Regions from separate parts of the Rattus norvegicus genome. Here region 2 is linked to region 1. A link is a contact called in public Hi-C data. All regions are on one chromosome and are shown on one strand. The core of a region is the stretch at or near the end of the contact, and the rest is flanking DNA. Distances in the headings are between cores, read along the strand shown.

What was found. A called contact is a pair of places that touch in the nucleus more often than the background predicts.
Region 2: a contact with region 1 is called in a Hi-C map of the A7r5 cell line, with 2.3 times the contacts expected there. The contact joins the promoter of St6gal1l here to the enhancer-like site in region 1. A contact is called at or near these places in 7 of 12 Hi-C or Micro-C datasets (the A7r5 cell line, Schwann cells, frontal cortex and 3 more) and 1 of 1 datasets of contacts at active chromatin or transcription factors (oligodendrocytes).

Annotation. Positions count from the first base shown.
Region 1 is chr11:91,105,470-91,110,124 of GRCr8, reverse strand. It overlaps a transcript of St6gal1 not described here. Among named protein-coding and RNA genes, the nearest start is that of St6gal1, 34 kb to the right of the region's middle. Within about 2 kb of position 1,419, at least 28 of the 93 cell types and tissues checked have an H3K27ac peak or open chromatin away from gene starts, as enhancers often do. A contact at or near this core is called in the A7r5 cell line and Schwann cells, where this site is marked.
Region 2 is chr11:91,155,004-91,160,340 of GRCr8, reverse strand. St6gal1l (ST6 beta-galactoside alpha-2,6-sialyltransferase 1 like) reads right to left here and starts at 2,075. Exons shown (of 3, transcript XR_010056331.1): 1 at 692-2,075; 2 at 481-516. It also overlaps a transcript of St6gal1 not described here.

The DNA of each region.
Region 1 (4,655 bases), core at 170-2,669:
GTGTGTGTGTGTGTGTGTGCATGTGTAAGCAAGTGTGTTTTTAAAACTGAGTGAATGTACAGGTTTCCAATTTGGACATTTCTAGAGGACTGCCTATGGGCAGTGTCTGGAGTCTGGCTATGTGGATATAGGAATCGTTATACAAGAAGTAGAGAGAAGTGAACATTTCTGGGCCAACAAGTTGCTGATCACCGTGAATGCAGCGGTGGGCAGGGAAGGATGCACAAAAAGAAGGACTGAAGTTATACTTGGAGGAGGGGAGGGGGTGTCTCTAGATTTTTGCTATTAAGAAAGCAGTTTCAGTGGAATGGTGTGAGTTAATGTCAATTATTTCTGGGAGATGGGGAAGTGTGAACAATTCGGAACACCCTGACATAGAAAAGGAATCTCTTTCTTTAGCTGTGAGGAAGTCGTTGAGGGAGGCGAGTACATGTAAACACATCACTTGCAGACTGACTTAGGTAACAGTCGTATCTGCAAATATGTCCCATGTGGAATAGTCGCTCCTCGGTTCACGGCCCCAGCACAGTGCTCTTCCCACACCAAGTCAGCAAGAGAACGTGTTGAGTTCACTAACTTCTGTAGAACTTAGAGGTGGGCCACTGTATCCGCACGACAAAACTAAGTGGGGGTGAGGGGGGCGACTGCTGGCTCTGTGGTGCTTTCTTGCCTTGTATATCTGTAGGCGGTTTTATTAGCTTCTTCCTTTTTTCTTTTTCTGCACAGTGGTTTTGATTTTGAGAGAGATGTGCAGGCAGCTCGCTTTCATGATGAGAACGATGTCTTATCTGAGTCCTACAATGACTGTGAGAGAATGTGTCAGTCAGTTCAGGGAAACCAAGGAAATAAGAGTTTCCCAAGGAGGACAGAATGATCTTGGGACTGAGCTCAGAGGCTGCCATCAAACTAGTGACATCTTGCATCCGGTTGAGCCACCCCTCTGGAAGGTAGATTTAGATGATCCAAGGTAATTTGTTTGTGGTCTGATGAGAACAGTGGGAGGAAGGGACAGAAAAGAATTAGAAGGAAAGTATGACTTGCAAAACACGTTAGACCCTTAGTGCTCCCCCTCCCTCCAAACAGTGGACATGCTGAGAATGCAGATCTGGTTCCCCAGTGGTAGCAAATGACACAGTCTTGGCAAATGTCCTCGGAGAAAGCAGAACTGCTCTGTTTCTATTTTAATCCCACTGTTTTTGAAAAAATAAAGACACAGATCATTAGACGACACAGAAAACAAGTGAAAGAAAGGACAAATAAAAGAAAACCAGACTCTAGAATGATCATGCATCCTATGTCCTCAGACCTGTGTGCAACTTAACAGCCATCCCTGTCTTGTGTCAGTATCTCAAGCAGCCTACTCAAGGTCACATGGCTAACAGTAGGGAGAGTGCAGGACATACCGTGGGGAGAGAAACATGAAGAGTAAGTCTAGGAGACAGAGACGTAAGTGTTTAACACCAGCTGGTTCCCTATCAGCCAGAACAATGTCTCATTCTTAGGAGACTCAGGAGGAATTTACTTATTAATAGAAGGGATTATCAGGCCCTGGAGAAAATGTCTGGGCTTTTATTACTTATTCATTTATTTTTGCTGAAGTATATTGGAAGTACTCCGGGTCTTATGGAGAATGGGCAGGGAGAGAGGAAAATACATTTTTAAAAGAGAAATTCATAAACCGACAATATCAAACAAATTGTTTAGATGGCCTAAGTCTAATGCACAGCATGTGGTAGTTTTCAATAATGATAGCTTTGATGTTTAAGGGAGTTTATATAATGAATAAATATACACCCACTGACTCTCCAAATACCTAGATATGAGACAGAGGCGAACGTTGGGAAGTGCCACAGCTTGTCTCTGGTTTTAATATCTTTTTAGAGGTTAGGTAGTGGCACATACCTTTAATTCCAGCACTTGGGGGGTAGAAACAGGCAGATCTTTATGAGTTTGAGGCCAGCCTCATAGAGTGAGTTTAGGGAAAGTACGGAGGAAGACCCTGTCTGTCTGTCTGTCTGTCTGTCTGTCTGTCCGTCCGTCCGTCCGTCCATCCATCCATCCATCCATCTATCTATCCATCTATCTATCTATAAATATAAAAGAGGGCAGTACATTTCTCAGTGGAAGCTGTGGCCGTCTGAACGCCTGTTTTAGCCCCTCTTCATGTGTTAGCCCAGGGAAATTCTATGAAGCCCTGCAGTCTGTTCTTCACAGATAATGCCAGCATCCCCAAACTATGTTTTACAATACAGAAACCTAGGGAAGCTTGATGATGATGGTGATGACCTGGGATTTTTCTCAGTGTTAGGGATTGTAGGTTGACATGGCAGGCAAGCACTCTCCCACTGAACTAACCATGAGTTCAGTATGTAGCCCAGACTGGGTAGGAACCCAGGATCTTCCGCCTCAGCAACCCGAGTGCTACAGTTACAGTTGCATGGGACCATTCTTTGCGCTTAAAGTTCCTCTGTTAGGCACATGATCCCTGTGGGGTAGCTCATGGCACGTTTTTACAGACAAGATTGAAAATGTGGATTGGGAGATGATTTTTATTTCCTTAAACGTAGTGGGTGGGGAGTGTTGGTGACCGTGAAAGGTTGCACATAAAGAAACCACCTTTCCTCAACTTCAGTGACTTAGATGAATGATGTAAGGAGGGTCTTGGTCACATTCTGGGTGACAAAAAGCCAGGAGGACTTCACATATGCTGTGTACGCCGTGGTCTGTGTTCTCTGTATCCGCAGATGGGAAGAACTAGGTGAAGAAAGGATAGCTTGAGGTGGACTCGAGGATCTGCCTATAGGCTCCATAGTAGTTGCTTGTTCGGTGGCTGTTATAAAACAGAGACCAAGGAATCTTACAGAAGGAAGGGTTTATGTGGACTTACAGTTCCAAAGCTGGCAAATGGCAGAGGGAGCACAAGTCAATGACACAGAGTCTTTAAACTCTCAAAACCACCTCCAGCAACTTACTTCCTCCCACAAGGCCACACTTCTAAGCCTCTCTAAACATTGTCACCGGCTGGGGATCAAGCGTTCAAGTGCCTGAGATTATGGGAGGCTTCAAACCACCACAAACTCCAGATAGCAATGGCAAAGAAAGACAAAGGGAGCCATTTTGTTGAAGAGCAAGACTTGGAAGAAAAAAATCAGAAAGTTTGAGACAGTGAACTGAGAGTTATTATTCAAATGAGCCCAGTAAAAACTACCCAGAACCTTAACAGTTGACAGTAAAGGTACAATTGTTCTGCCCATATTTCACATCTGGAAACTGTTAGGGTCTTTAAAGACAGGTGTAGACAAACGGGAATTGGCCCAGAGAAGATCAAGGAGTTCAGAGGCGATGTTATGTAAGGAACAACTCAAAGATTGAGGATATTTAACTTGAAAGAGGAAAGACTCTGGGTGTTATCATTGTCTTAAAAGATTATATGTGGAAAGAACAAACATTTGTATTAATCTAGAGAGTAGGATTAGAACCAACAGGGAGAGTTGAAAGGCTGCAGGGAGGTATTCAGACCAGTGCCAGTAAAATGTGTTCCACGACTGGACATTGCTCTCTGGGAGGTGAGAGTGACATTGTTACAGGCATCAAGCTGGAGTGGGCTGCCTTTTTTCTTTTTCTTTTTTGCGACTGAGTGGACCTGTGTGTGCTGCTTGAAGGGTGGCCTGACTGTCTCCTACAGTCTTTTCTAACCACAACCGTAATGACCAGTCTGAGTGTCCATGGTCTCAGTTTCAATGTGCAATCTAGGCGAGACTGCTGGCAGGCAAGGGCGGGGGGGGGGCATGACATAGCGCAGAAGGTGTGAACTTCGGATGCAGAATTACTGAGCAGAATCTGCATGCGTTTGACTTGCTGTCAGCATGATCCAGCATGATTTCAGCGTAGAGAATTTACTGATTGGAGTATCTCAGTGTGCTCACCAGGTACTGACTATTTGGAAGAAACCAGCTAACTACTGGGCATTTGCATTCGAGTGTCTTCTCCTAGGGGGCCTCAGGGATGCTCAGAATTTTCTGGTTGACCATCAGCGCTGTTACAGCCAGGTCCGGGTACTACCCACACTTAATCACAGGAAACCTTTGTTATCAAACTTCTTTGTAGGGGTGACCTTTCTTCAGTGTGACGTAGGCATGGGTTCAAGTCTCGGCTCTGGATTAGTTGCGTGGTCTTAGAGAGCATAACTCATAGACTTTGCTACCTTGCATGGATTCTACCTCGCAGGTTCTTTAAGATGAGTAGAGACAGACCACTTAGCACACAGCACCAGTACATCATGCTATGATGTAATCAGTGGTGCTGATGTTTGGGCTGATGATTGGTTGATATCAGACCTCATTTCTAGCTGGGGAGAGTTCCCTGTTAAGCATTGCTGAAACTGAGGTGAGGTTTACCAGGGATGTCTTCTCTTTCAAACCACTGCAATCGTTTCCCATGTTGTCTTAGTTAGGGTTTGACTGCTGTGAACAGACTCTGTGACCAAGGAAACTCTTACAAGGACAACATTTAATTGGGGCTGTCTTACAGGTTCAGAGGTTCAGTCCATTATCATCATGGTGGGAACATGGCCACATCAGGCAGGCCTGGTGCAGGAGGAGCTGAGAGTTCTACATCTTCATCTGAAGGCCGCTAGGATAAGACTGGCTCCCATG
Region 2 (5,337 bases), core at 826-3,325, 50 kb before region 1:
TCTGCACTCAGGACTATCTGCCTCACTAAGACCTCATTTCCAAATGCTATCACTCAAGTGTGGGTTGAGATTTCAGCATAGGAATGGAGGGTCCACTCAGATGGTGGGAGCAGAGGTTATGGAATGTGGACTTCTAAGGAAAGCAACCAGCATGGTGAACTACATTCCTGTAGCCAGCAGCTCTCTAGTCCCCAACCAGCATGATAAACTACATTCCTGTAGCCTGCCGATCTATAGTCCTGAGTTATAGTTCAACGTTTTCTTCCATTGTAGATTAGAAGGCCCTACTGATGAAAGAGCCCCTGTGGAAAGCCACCAGACAGTGATGTCCCCTGCAATTTTCTGGGAATATCCCTACATGTCTGTTCATCTGTCCCAGATACCCCAGGGCTTCTTCTTAGGTTTGCCGTGGTGTGCGGGTATTATAAATGTGGCAAGTTCGAAGGGGCTGGGGATTTAGCTCAGTGGTAGAGCGCTTACCTAGGAAGCACAAGGCCCTGGGTTCGGTCCCCAGCTCTGAAAAAAAAGAACCAAAAAAAAAAAAAATAAATAAATGTGGCAAGTTCGAAACCCAGAGTGAGCCCTTTCCCTGTTTTCCGCCATTGACTGGTTCGAAGTTTAGAAAACAGAACTCAAGACTAGGGGCTGTACCCTGTTTTAAAAGTCTCTTTTCCTATTATTTGGTTCTTACCTCCTAAATTGAGTGAAAACAAGAGGGAGGTTGAAAGAAAGGATTGAGGCTCTCAATGAATATGAGGGATCTGATACTTCTCACGGGCCTGGGTGACTTAATTTCCTATCTACAAGTGGGCTTAACACCTCATTGTAGCATAAGCAACACTGTAGCGAGTGCTGAGCCTTTGGTGGTTCTTGTTTAGATCCTTAGATGGTTTCATTCCCTGTGTGGCAACACAGTTCAGGTGCGTAAGCCATCTCCATTGCGTCAGCTTCCAAGCCAGCCTGAGATTCTTACTTAAACTCCTTGCTCCTGCTTCGATCTTCAAGAACAGCGACAGAAGAATCTGCATCAGTCACAAGGATGGGCTGTATGCTGTCTATAAAAATCGTTGATGTAGTAGAAAAGATCTTCGACCTTCAGTTAGCACCCTTTCAGAAACAGTCACCCGGGGTTGCTTCCATTTGCTCACAGCAGAGTGCACTATCTTGAGCATGCCCAGTAGGCTGGACTCCGCGTTACTTGCCCACACAAATCATTTCGTGTAAACACGATCATTAGTGTTCTCCCCTAGTTCTCCATGTTGCAGAAGAAAGAATGGCCCAAAAAGACTGTGGAACTCACCCAAGAACAAATAGCTTCTTGGCCACAGAACTGAATTCTCTGTCTGGCACTTTCTGATTCGGGTCTCTGCCTCCAGAGCAGCTGGGGGGGAGGCGAGCAGCAGAGGAGGTCTGAATCAAAGGATTGTGGAAAGGCGATCTGAAAGAAGGGTGCCTGGGAGGAGGATGCAACTTTTTCTTCCCCTGGTTGTTGGTGGGAAGCATTCCCTGGACTTGAAGAGAACGCTCTGGTTCTCTTTTTTGCTACACAGAAAACCCAGACCAGCAAGTTTCTGCTTTCTTGGAGCTCTATTTGAGTCTTTCCGCAACACAGAGGTGGAAAGGGCAGGTATTTGGGATGTGATTACTGCCTCGGGTAGTGGAATCTCTTGTCTGGGATATGAAGGACTGAAGGGGTGGCTAGATGCCTGCTTCCAGTTCTCTTATAGAGAACTGGGAAGTTTTCAGTCTTTCGGAAGTGGCCTGTGGGTAGTCAGATGTGGTCAGGCTGCAAGGCTGCTTCTTCAACAAGATGTTTCCTCCTGGCCTCTCCAGTAGCCTTATCCTAAGCCCATTTGGAAGGAAGGTGTCTTTACCATTGTAGCCAGGGTCTGTCTGCCTGCATATCTGCTGAGAAAGTTCCAGGTTGCAGGGCTTGAGAGCATTTTAAAAAAAAAGTTTGACAATGCTGTGTACAGGTCACACTTGATGTTGGGGTATTTTTTTATTAAACTCTAAATATTACAGTCTAAGATGTGTATGTCCTACATTTAAAAAAATTGAGTTTTCACAGGGGTTCAATATGACTTGCCTGATCAGGGTCACCCCGTGTAGAGCCAGGACAAGCACCCTGGTAAGAGCGATTTTACCAGATAACACTGAATTCAATCCATCGGGACACGCAGGGGTTGGGGGTGGAGGCAGCATTTGGGCTTCCTTGCCTGCCGCATTGCTCCGCCCCCAGGCTTGCTCTTTGTGGACGGACCGCAAGATTCCCTGCATGAACCGGAGCCCTAAGCAGGCACCTTTAACCTTGAGCCTGCTCGCTAGCGACCTCCAGAGGGCCAGGATGGTTTGGGACCGGTATGATAAAGCCCTCTTCTAGTTTTAACGACTCTATTTGCATAACGGAGACCTCGCTTCCTCCCGCCGGTCTGCAGTGCTTTTCTTTCCTCCTTCCCGGACCTCTGCACCCACATCTGCCGGTCCCTCTCTGCTCCCCAGAAGATCCCTTCTCAAGGGGACTCACTCGGAGCTTGAGTCCCGGGCTCTTCTCCCTCGGCCGGGTGAGGTCCGGAGGCACCTGGGGGAGCGGAGTTGAGCACCAGGCTGGGCTGGGGAGCCGCCCTGGCACTGCCCGACCCTAACAAAGAGAATCGGGCTGCGCGCCGCGCGAGCGCTCGGTGGGCTCCGGGGCCGCCGCCGCCTTCCCGGCTGAGAGCGCCGCAAGTGAGTCGGGGCGAGGCGGGCCACGGGCCGGGAGGAAGAGTGCAGGGTTGCGCAGGGAGGTATTCCGTGTTGCGCCGGTGGGAGTCGCCGCCCAGGGCTGGGGATGTCTGTCGCCCGTCCAGGGGAGGGACCGCCTTGGCCTCCCCTGGCAAGGCAGCCTGCGCACCCATAACAAACCCACGTGTGCGGGGCCGCAGGAACCTACACCACCGCGTCTGTATTGTGTAAGGCGTTGCCTTGCAGAGTGTGGGTCCCCTTAGATCTTGCTCACCGGGGTTACAGATCAGGAAACTAAGTCTGGTGGAGGGAGAAGGAGTGCAGGCACCACAACAAACGCACGTGTGCCCCGCCAGGGATCGGGGCGCAGCCATCCCTGCTGAACCTCCTTTGGGTAGGTTATTGTTCCAACGGGTGCGGCGCTTGGAGGCCACCTACTGCTGGGTGGCAAGAGACGTTTCGCCTCGGTGCCCTGTGAAGGGTTGGACTAAACCTGTAGATTTTTAAAGGGGAAAAAAACCCCCAAACAAACAAGAAAGAGTCTACAAAAACTCCCATCTCTCACCCCCAAGTATGCTTCACCCCTTGGCACGGGTTTTGAGGTGAAACGGACAAGTCCTCGCCTCTTCCCTGAGGTTTTCTTAAGAGTCGTGGGTTGAACTAAGGGTCTGTAGGAACCCTTCTAAAACAGACCCTGCCCGACACACCATTGTCCCCATGCTCTGGAGACTGCCTCTGTTGGAGAATCTCGAGCGCCTCCCTAGCCTGCTGAAAGAATAGTTCATTTTAACTAAATCCACCAGTGAGGTCTTGGGTTTCGCTTGCTCTTCGCCTGGGCGCTCCCTGTGCCTAGACATTCCTGGTGTCACTGGTTCCTCTTCACACAAGGCCACCCAGGACCCCTCATCTAGACCGGGGCTTATCGGAGGCACTCGCAGAGGTAGGTCCGCTGTTTGCTGTGCCTTCCCCTTTACTTTCATTCCGTTCACGCAGCGGCATTTTTAGCGTAGTGAGGTCTGGGCTTGTCAGCCCTGAGGATGAGTTGGGGATCGGAAGGGGGCGGTGAATAGATCCTAGGCGACTTGTGCAGGAGTGACAGCATCTTACCTATCTGATGCTTCACCTTGAGTAGTCCCTGTGGAGACTAACCTGCCACTGAAGAGAACTAGAACCATTGTTATTGAAAAAGGTCCAGGCGGCAGCTAAGGAACCTTCTATTTCACTGGCAGGAAGCTAAGGTCTGAGAGTTCAGCCCCTTGAGTGTGGGTCTTCCAACTGCTCGGCCTGCATCCAGAGGATTCTGCGGTTGGCTTAAAAAGCAGTAGCCTTAGGCAGAGCGGAGTGAAACAAAGAAAATAATTCAAACTGGAAGCTGCACCCTTCCATTATGACTTTCAGGAGTTCTCTGCTTAGTGGAGAAGAGAGAGTTGGCATTTCCCTACTTCCCAGCCTGTCCTGCTTCATAACTTTGCTCTGCTCTCCTGGCTGCCCCCTTGTTCTCAAATTGAACCTGGGCCAACTATAGAGGCTTAGATGTTTTGCCTGCGGCGCTAAGAAGCCTTTGTTCCGGCAGAAGCAGAGGCTGTGGACATCAGCCCTGCTGGGAGGAAAATGTCTCTCGTAACCCGCTGCTCCTGAGCCCCTCACTAGAGAACGAAACAGTGTTTTCATTGATTTGATTTAATTAATTTATCTATTATTTAGGAGTCCCGTGGAAGTAATTGCTTTTTGTGTTTAGCAGAGAAGCAGGTCAGTTTCTCCAAAGCTAGCTAGCTGTGGTCTGCGGCTTTTCTGTCCATCCTCTCACCGCCTAGGTGTGTTTACGTTCCCCTTCATTTCCAGGCTGTTTAACTTCGTAATGTCAACGTACAAAACCGCAGCTCTCAATTTACAGGAATAGGAGGAGAGAGTGTATTCTGGAGCCACTTTGAGTGACCGTGGCCTGGGAACACAGATTTAGGTTATCCCAAAATCTATGTTGCAATGTGGAAGCAGCTTCTTGCAATGTTGAGTTTTCCTGAGCAGAGAAAGTCGAGAGTTAAGGAAAGTTTAGAATACATTGGCAGGTGTTGGTATGTGCCACCAGAGAGGCAGGCACATAGAAATTTGGGAAGCTTTTCTATAGGGTCAAGATTCTAGCTGGTGGTATTCTTAGCTTGAGACTGGTTGAAGGTAGTTTCCTGCTAAGTTAGTAGATTCTAGAAGGCTTTTTATATGTTGTCAAAACATATTAGTTCCAACACGGGAGTCAGGGTTGGGGGGTGGGGCAGGAGCTGGCTAAAGAATGGACCAGGATGAGGGAGTGGTGATGGAGTGGGGTGGTGGTGGTCCAAGAAACGGATGTTCTGAAGGACCAGAGCTTAGCCCAAGATAAAGTAATTAGCCTCTGGACCTGCAAAATTCCAGTCTCCAAAGTACTGTAATTCTAAACAGCCAACCAAACTCTGCAGACTGGGATTCCTTTCTGAAGTTTCTGTTCCCAGCCAGGTGAGGTTGTCTCCTCAGGATGGAAATGAAGTTGAGGCTCCCTTTGTTTTCACGTGGGAAAACTTTAAGGACCCGAGAAGAGAAATTACCTGCTCCCTAATACACAGAAACACAGTCAACCTGCTT